Linked DNA regions of Gasterosteus aculeatus: region 1 is linked to region 2. Evidence: chromatin contacts called from public Hi-C data. All regions are on one chromosome and are shown on one strand. Each heading gives the region's core, a stretch centred on a gene start, on an enhancer-like site or on the middle of the called end of the contact. The rest is flanking DNA. Distances are from core to core; before and after follow the strand shown. Region 1 overlaps rpap1 (RNA polymerase II associated protein 1). Region 2 overlaps ltk (leukocyte receptor tyrosine kinase).

Region 1 (3,524 bases), core at 687-3,186, 50 kb before region 2:
TCTGTTTTACCACAGCTGCCAGGGAGAGGAATGCCCCCCTCCTCCCCCAGTGTCTTGGGGTCATGTCACAGGGTTGCAGGCTTCACTGTTGGGACATTTGAGGGGCTTTGTGAAGGATCTCGATAATCCAGTTCAGAAGGATGTCAGCCTGGTTGTCATACCGGCTTACTTAGCTTACCTGGAAGCTTACTACCATCAGCTCTCCCGACAGGTACTGCTCCTTGCTGCGTTAAAACAAATCCACCTATACTTTCTACGACGCGTGTCTTGTTGTGTCCCCACGAGTTCACATAGTGAGTGCTTTAAACGAGCTATGAATCCATGAACTATACGACTCTGTTTCTCAGAAGTGTTTCAAGCCAGTAGAGACCCTTCAGGAAATAGAGCGGCTGGTCTCCGAGGTTCTCGTCCCTCTGATGTCCCACCATGCTTTCCAAGGGCTGATGGAGAACCTAAAGTATGTCTGACCCACCGTGAGACCAGTGCAGTCTTTGTATTTCTTGTATTTTCACTTTTCATATCGCCGAATAGTAATGTATAAAAAATGAATACTGATTTGATGTTCTTGACTTGTTTTTATTGATTTGTTGACAGCCTTTTTTATTATTATTTTCACCAGGTCGTCCTCCGTGGTGTGTAATGTCCAGTCTGATGGTCTGGGCCCAGAAACCAATCCCAGCCTCCCTGGTCTGGCCTGCCCAGGATGGAGGAACCGCCCGGGGCTGGTTGCTCCTAACTCCCCCTTCCCTCTGCTCACAGCCCTGGGGCTTCTCCTGGAAACTATCACAGGGATCCACAAAGGCCTCAGCAACAAGGTACAATTTCAGGGAGAGTTGGGGAGATCTTTAGGTTTTTTTTTTGTCATCATGCAAGGATGGGGACAGACAAAAATGAGCCATGCAATACATATACTTGGTGAATAACATTGTATCACTGCTAAGCAAACCTTCAGCCAAAGAACAAAGCAGTAAAGTATTAATCTCTCTCTAGTTCACCAGCCTCCTCCTGTCAGTCCATGTGACTGGTTACCTGAGAAGTTGCAGTCAGGCTGTGCCCACCCTTTGTCACAGCAGAGCCTGGCTTCTCCGTCACGAACACCACCTCCTCTATCTGCTGCTGCGGGTGGCAAACAGACTGGTAGGCTGCAAACTCGTTAAAAGTTGACCTAAAGCATGAGGTTAAAGCTTTGTTTCAGCAGTATATTTGCTATTTATTCTGGTTGTGGTAGCATTCTATTACAAACCAAGTCCACTTTTCATTAGGAATGCTTATAAGGCATCCTAATTTTCCCCTAAACAGCCATTTTTGTTTCTTCTCAGGTGTCCATTGAACCAGAAGTAGCCAAGCATGCTTCTCTTTACCACACGGTGGCGCTGGTTCTGCTGCCATGGTTGTTACCAGGCAGTGAATACCTGGGACATCAACTCCTTTCCACCATCATCTTCAACAAGGACTTTATATCGTAAGTCGACTCTACTCATTTTAAAATTGTATTGGCAACACAATCAACACTGAGAGACATTTTTTAAATTCCATACAAACAAGCTGGATATAATCTTTTTTTTCACAGGTTTTAGCATATTCAAAGAAACATTCCTTGGGAATTTGATGGATTTTAGCTGTTTAAACTGATCCGCCGAAAGTCCTGTTCCTCACGTTCCTCATCTGTTTGCTTCCCAGAGAGGGACACAGCGGAGGACCTGAGGCCGTCGAGCTGGGCGAGCTGAGACTCCAAGAGGAAACGTGCCAACGCGCCTTTCCCTCTCTGCAGACAGTTGGAGCCCTGCTGAGAGAAGCCTGCATCCAGCTGCCGTCCATACGCGGCTGCTTCCTCACTCACCTGGCCCACCTCGAGCCACTTGTGCTGACGTCGCGAGACGCTCTCCTCGGCCGCAACCCCTGGATCGGCTCCCATCTCCTGCCGGAGCTCACCGGTCCCACCGTGCCTTCTGATTGGCCTTTCCTCCCGCTTGTCAGCCTGTATGAGCGGACAGGTCTGTCCGACGGGGGCGGGCTGGCGGTGGAAGACCTCCCGCAGGGCGCCCTGCAGGCGGTGACCCACTGTCTGCAGTGGCTGCTGCTGCTGGAGGTCTGGAGGGAAGAGGCATTAAAGGTGGAGGCGCAAGTAGAGACAATTTGCTTTTTTATTTTGTGAAAACATTGATTGATTGTTGTCCTTTTTATGAGGATCACTAATTGTTCTTTAGACATTTTCTTTTTAGCTTGAAAGCAACTTATGCAGCTTTCTTGGAGACTGACATTTGTCAGTGTTTTCATGTTAGGATTGCGCCACCCTTAACAGGATTCGACATAAGGAGAGCACTGCGGTTCAAGCACACGTCGTAGACCTGACTTAGACTTTTGTGGGAAATTTTTTCAACAACAAATGTAAAATCAATTTGTCTATTTATCGGATATTAACCTCTGGAACATTTTGTCGTATTGTAGGTGGTCCTTCCTGTTGCCAAACTCGCCCGCCTGTCCTGTGTGTTCCTGTGCTCCAGTGACTTGTTCCTGGAGAGACCGGTTCAGAAACTGACCTGGGGTCTGTTCAGACTGCTGACCAGGTCTAGGAAATGTTTGATATCCTTACTCTCGGCGTACAAAAGCAGAGAATTGAGTCAAAAAAAGTTTCTTTCCATTTTCAGGCAATCCAGGCTGGACTCTTTGGACCTGAACGTCCCTCCTCCCGGTCTAGCTTCCTTCCAGGACCTCTACTCTGCTCTTTTAAGCCAGTTTGAAGCGGTGTCCTTCGGAGACCGGCTGTTTGGCTGCTGGCTGCTCTTACCCTTGCAGAGGCGGTACAGCGCCACCATGAGGCTAGCTGTGTTTGGGGAACATGTGGGAATGCTGCGGTCACTGGGAGTCACTCTGGCTCAGGTAATGAGGATGTACCCACTTATAGTCTCATTAGTTGCCTTTGCATGTTTAAAAATTATTTTGAGTAAATTATCAATAATTCTGTCTTTCTGCACTTGGTTTGAAGCTCTCCATTCCTATGGAGCGGTTCACATCGCCCCCTGAGGACTCCCTGCCTCTCCTCCATCTCTACTTCCGCTCGCTGGTGACGGGGACCCTGAAGCCCTGCTGGTGTCCTGTCTTATATGTAGTCACCGTGTCTCACGTCAACGCTTTCATCTTCTCTCAGGATGCTGCAGCGCAGGTACAGAACTGAATCATCCGGCCAGTTGTTCATGAAGTCTGTTGCACTGCCCTCACCGCAGTCTTCAGGTTATTTATAAATGTTTTTATAAAGGATTGTGCTTTTCGGCCACAGTTAAACAGATGTTGTTTAGCGAAAGCAGAAGCTGCCACAGCGGCAACACATCGAGGGTTGGATTCGTGAGTTTCTTGTGTGTTTTCAAATGGATTTATGCACTTTTTCTGCATCAAACATGAGCTCATTGGACCCACAAACCATCAACATTTTTGCGTCTGCAAAACTCACATTTTATTGATTAACCGTCCAGGAGCATCTTCTGAGTTGGTCTCAGAAATTCCTCTTGGCTCTTTTGTGATCCTGA
Region 2 (3,409 bases), core at 855-3,354:
TGGCTAAAATTGGCGATTTTGGTATGGCACGAGACATTTACAGGTTTGTACACTGAACCGGCATCAACAGCGCACTGCATGGCAGCACGCGTAGCCAACCAAAAACAGATTTCATTGCATTGAGTTATTGAGACTCCCCTCTAGACTGATGATAAATGCACGTTCCTAAATGCGATTCTCCTTTTGTTTCTCAGAGCCAGCTATTACAGGAAAGGTGGCCGCGCCATGCTGCCGGTCAAATGGATGCCACCGGAGGCCTTCATGGAGGGAGTCTTCACATGCAAGACGGATACATGGTATGAGTATGATGTGCACAGTAGTAAGTATCCGCAAGGAGGTTTTCAATGGCTCCTTTTCTTTCAACCCCATTTGAGACCTCTCATTAAAGAGTTCCAGAGATATTTAGGGCTGTCAAAAATGCTGAACATCAGGTTTTAATTAACAACTACAACAGATGTTGCGGTTTAAAAGAAATTTCTCATTCCCGCTGATGTCAAATCCAAATTGCTCTGGTTAATATTCCAGCGCAGCTGGAGACTGAAGTAATTCTGCTCCTAAACAAAACACCCCCCCTGTCAAGTTAATTAGACAGCAATATAATCTGTATTTAAGACACACAGCCAACTGGAGTAAGAACACAGTGAGGATCAAAGCACTTTACTATGGCATAAGAAGTTGAATATTAGGCGTGGGCCAAATAATGTCACAATTGAACTTTTGAAGACCAGAGGAAATGTTTGTTTACAGGCTCAGAGACATCTGACCTTGATAAATGCGCTTAGTCTTTTACGGCAAGATGTCTATAAAAGTGACAGATGGATGGTGGTGGATACAATTAGACCACAGAGAATTCTGGGAGAAAAGAAAAAGAAAGACCGGCTTTTACTCCCGTTACCAAAAACTGTGAACTGATAATTAGCATTTTAAAATAAATGTTATCTGCCTCTGTTATAACAGATTGATTCTGGTGCTCTCAGTCAGTTCAACTCAGTGGTTGATCTTTCTCTCCCCCTGCAGGTCTTTTGGGGTGTTGCTGTGGGAAATCCTCTCGCTGGGATTCATGCCGTATCCTTGTAAAACCAACCAAGAGGTGCTGGAGTTTGTCACCAGCGGAGGCAGAATGGATCCTCCCAAGAGCTGTCCCGGGCCTGTGTGAGTACTTACAGGGAACACATCGAAATAACTGCAGGGTCGAACCAGATGATTTCAGGGATAGCCAAAAGAAATGGAAGATTTGGCTTTGTATGCAACTTTTAATATGTAATTGATTTGAATTCTGTGGTTTTCTTTGTTTTCTTTGCTTTGGTAATCTCATGGTTCAGCTTAAACAATATATCTGAAATGTGTGTCTGTTTTTATGGCTCTAGCTATCGGATCATGACCCAGTGTTGGCAACACTGTCCCGAGCACCGGCCCAACTTCTCTACCATCCTGGAGAGAATTGACTACTGCTCTCAGGTATGTTCTTTATCCAAAATTAATTGTCATCGCGAATGTTGTTGAATAAAAACAATTTAAAAAAAAACCTTTTCCTCTTCATTGTTCTGCTTCAGGACCCGGATGTGATCAACACACCTCTGCCCGTTGAATACGCCCCCGCTGCAGACGACAAAGGAGGCCCAACAATCCTCCCCTCTGACCTCGCCAGCCTCACTCCCCTCTTGGTGTCCCATCCTGTGTCCCAGGCTTTCCCCTCCCAGCTGGGTGTCTCCTCTCTGGGCCTCGGCCCAACACCGCTTCCCCCACAGCCTACCAAACCGCGTGTGCTCCTCCAGAGGACCCAACCCGTCCACCAAGAAGTGACATCGTGCCGCGAGGCTTTGCAGCCGTGCTGGGCGGAGCCCGTGCCGGCCCCCGGTTTGCCGGCGGGAGGCCACTGGCTCCACCCGGAGCCTTCCGGGCACCAGCCGTGCTCCAGAAACAGCTCCTCTTCGGGGAGCCAGAGGCTGAAGAACAAGACAAAGAACCTGTGGAACCCCACATACGGCTCCTGGGTTTTGGAAAGCTTCCGGGGGAAGAAAACGCTGGCTCACACTCAGTCCATGCCGCTCTCGAGCTCCGCCACCACCGCCCCCAACACACAGGCCCCTCACACCTGCAACGCAAACTGTGAACACAACGAGGCTGAGTGCAACAGCGCCCACCCGCCGCCGCCCGGCCTCTGCACTTCCTCTACCTCGTCCCCGTCCGGCCCGACTAAAACGCCCCCGAGCACGTCCTCCCATAAGACCCCGACAAGTGGGCCCGTCAGAGCCGGTACGGACCTGGCTAAGCTCCAGAGTTTCCCCTGTGGCAACGTCAACTACGCCTACGACGAGCAGAGCTACGAGGCCGAGAGCCTTCCCTTGGTCCTTCCCAAAACCCCAGAGGCCGTCAAAAACAGCAGCTTTGCCCCCGTGGCCTCCGCGGGGAGCGGCCTGGGACTGGCGTTTGGCCTCCACGCCGCCTCCTCTTGTGTGCCCAAGCTGCTGCTGAAGCGCCACGCCAGCTACGGGCACGAGGACGTGAGGCGACACGCCAAGGCCGAGAAACCCGCGCGGGACCGAGACTCCGGCTTTTCTCTGTCCGAAGACCTCAGCGTTAACCCCGTCTGAGAAGGGGCTTACTGTAACAGGGGTTCTGAGTGACGCGTGAATGAAATGTCACAACCTGGAGGAACAAACGGCATCACCGTGAGGTTTTCGTTCTAGAGCCACAGCATCAAGTTATTGGAGCTACTCTGTACTGCGATACAAAGAGGCCTCTGTCCCACTGGTACACATGCAGCCCTGTGATGGGTCATGTCCACATCAACAGAAAAGTTCTGCTGTAGTTTGACTCCTTTTCTACCTATTTGTTGTTGTTTATTTCCATGAAGGCTTTAAAAGTAGTATATGTTGCATTATAGCAAACGTTTAGCTGGTATTTGTAGTAATTTGTGTACAGTAGGAATATACACACAGAAAATGTTGAGCCGTTGAGAAGCGAATCACTGTTCTTTTGCTTATTTATTTTGATTTCAAAGGATGGAAATTCAGTGATGTCAGCTATACAGCAATAACACGTCTCTGATCTTTTCCTTCAACGGAAGGTCTACTTCTTGTTTCCGGCATGTCCTCAGCTAATGGGGTTTTCTCTGTAGTTCGTAGAGACTGGTGTGTGTATGTCAGTGGTAGTTGTGCACACAAGAACATCCTAAACAGTGATTTAGTTCAGGTTGTCAAATGTGAACCTTCCTCCCGCTGAGGATGCTGGTTTTGGTTTCACAGACAGTCAGGAGAGTCAGATATTTCACACTTTACACCCACTTTACATTCTGTTTGCGTGGGGGTTAAAATAAAGAACATATAATGTGTTTGTTGCTGGAATTTAGAGGATGCAAATATAATATCCTCTCAACCGAGCCGGACTTGCCGTCTTTGTGCTGATC

The links. Hi-C and Micro-C count contacts between places; a contact is called where the count stands out from the background.
Region 1: a contact with region 2 is called in a Hi-C map of skeletal muscle, with 3 times the contacts expected there. The contact joins two enhancer-like sites. A contact is called at or near these places in 2 of 6 Hi-C or Micro-C datasets (skeletal muscle and tail fin).

The regions. Positions count from the first base shown.
Region 1 is chr15:7,224,228-7,227,751 of fGasAcu3.hap1.1, reverse strand. It overlaps rpap1 (RNA polymerase II associated protein 1), which reads left to right. Exons shown (of 26, transcript XM_040198770.2): 16 at 16-211; 17 at 348-457; 18 at 620-815; 19 at 991-1,137; 20 at 1,320-1,462; 21 at 1,681-2,113; 22 at 2,449-2,567; 23 at 2,649-2,880; 24 at 2,987-3,163. Among protein-coding and RNA genes, the nearest start is that of LOC120832486, 8.4 kb to the left of the region's middle. Within about 2 kb of position 1,936, at least 1 of the 9 cell types and tissues checked has open chromatin away from gene starts, as enhancers often do.
Region 2 is chr15:7,174,221-7,177,629 of fGasAcu3.hap1.1, reverse strand. ltk (leukocyte receptor tyrosine kinase) reads left to right here. Exons shown (of 29, transcript XM_040199443.2): 25 at 1-43; 26 at 195-296; 27 at 1,018-1,152; 28 at 1,368-1,458; 29 at 1,554-3,409. The coding sequence ends at 2,594. Among protein-coding and RNA genes, the nearest start is that of itpka, 11 kb to the right of the region's middle. Within about 2 kb of position 2,104, at least 2 of the 9 cell types and tissues checked have open chromatin away from gene starts, as enhancers often do.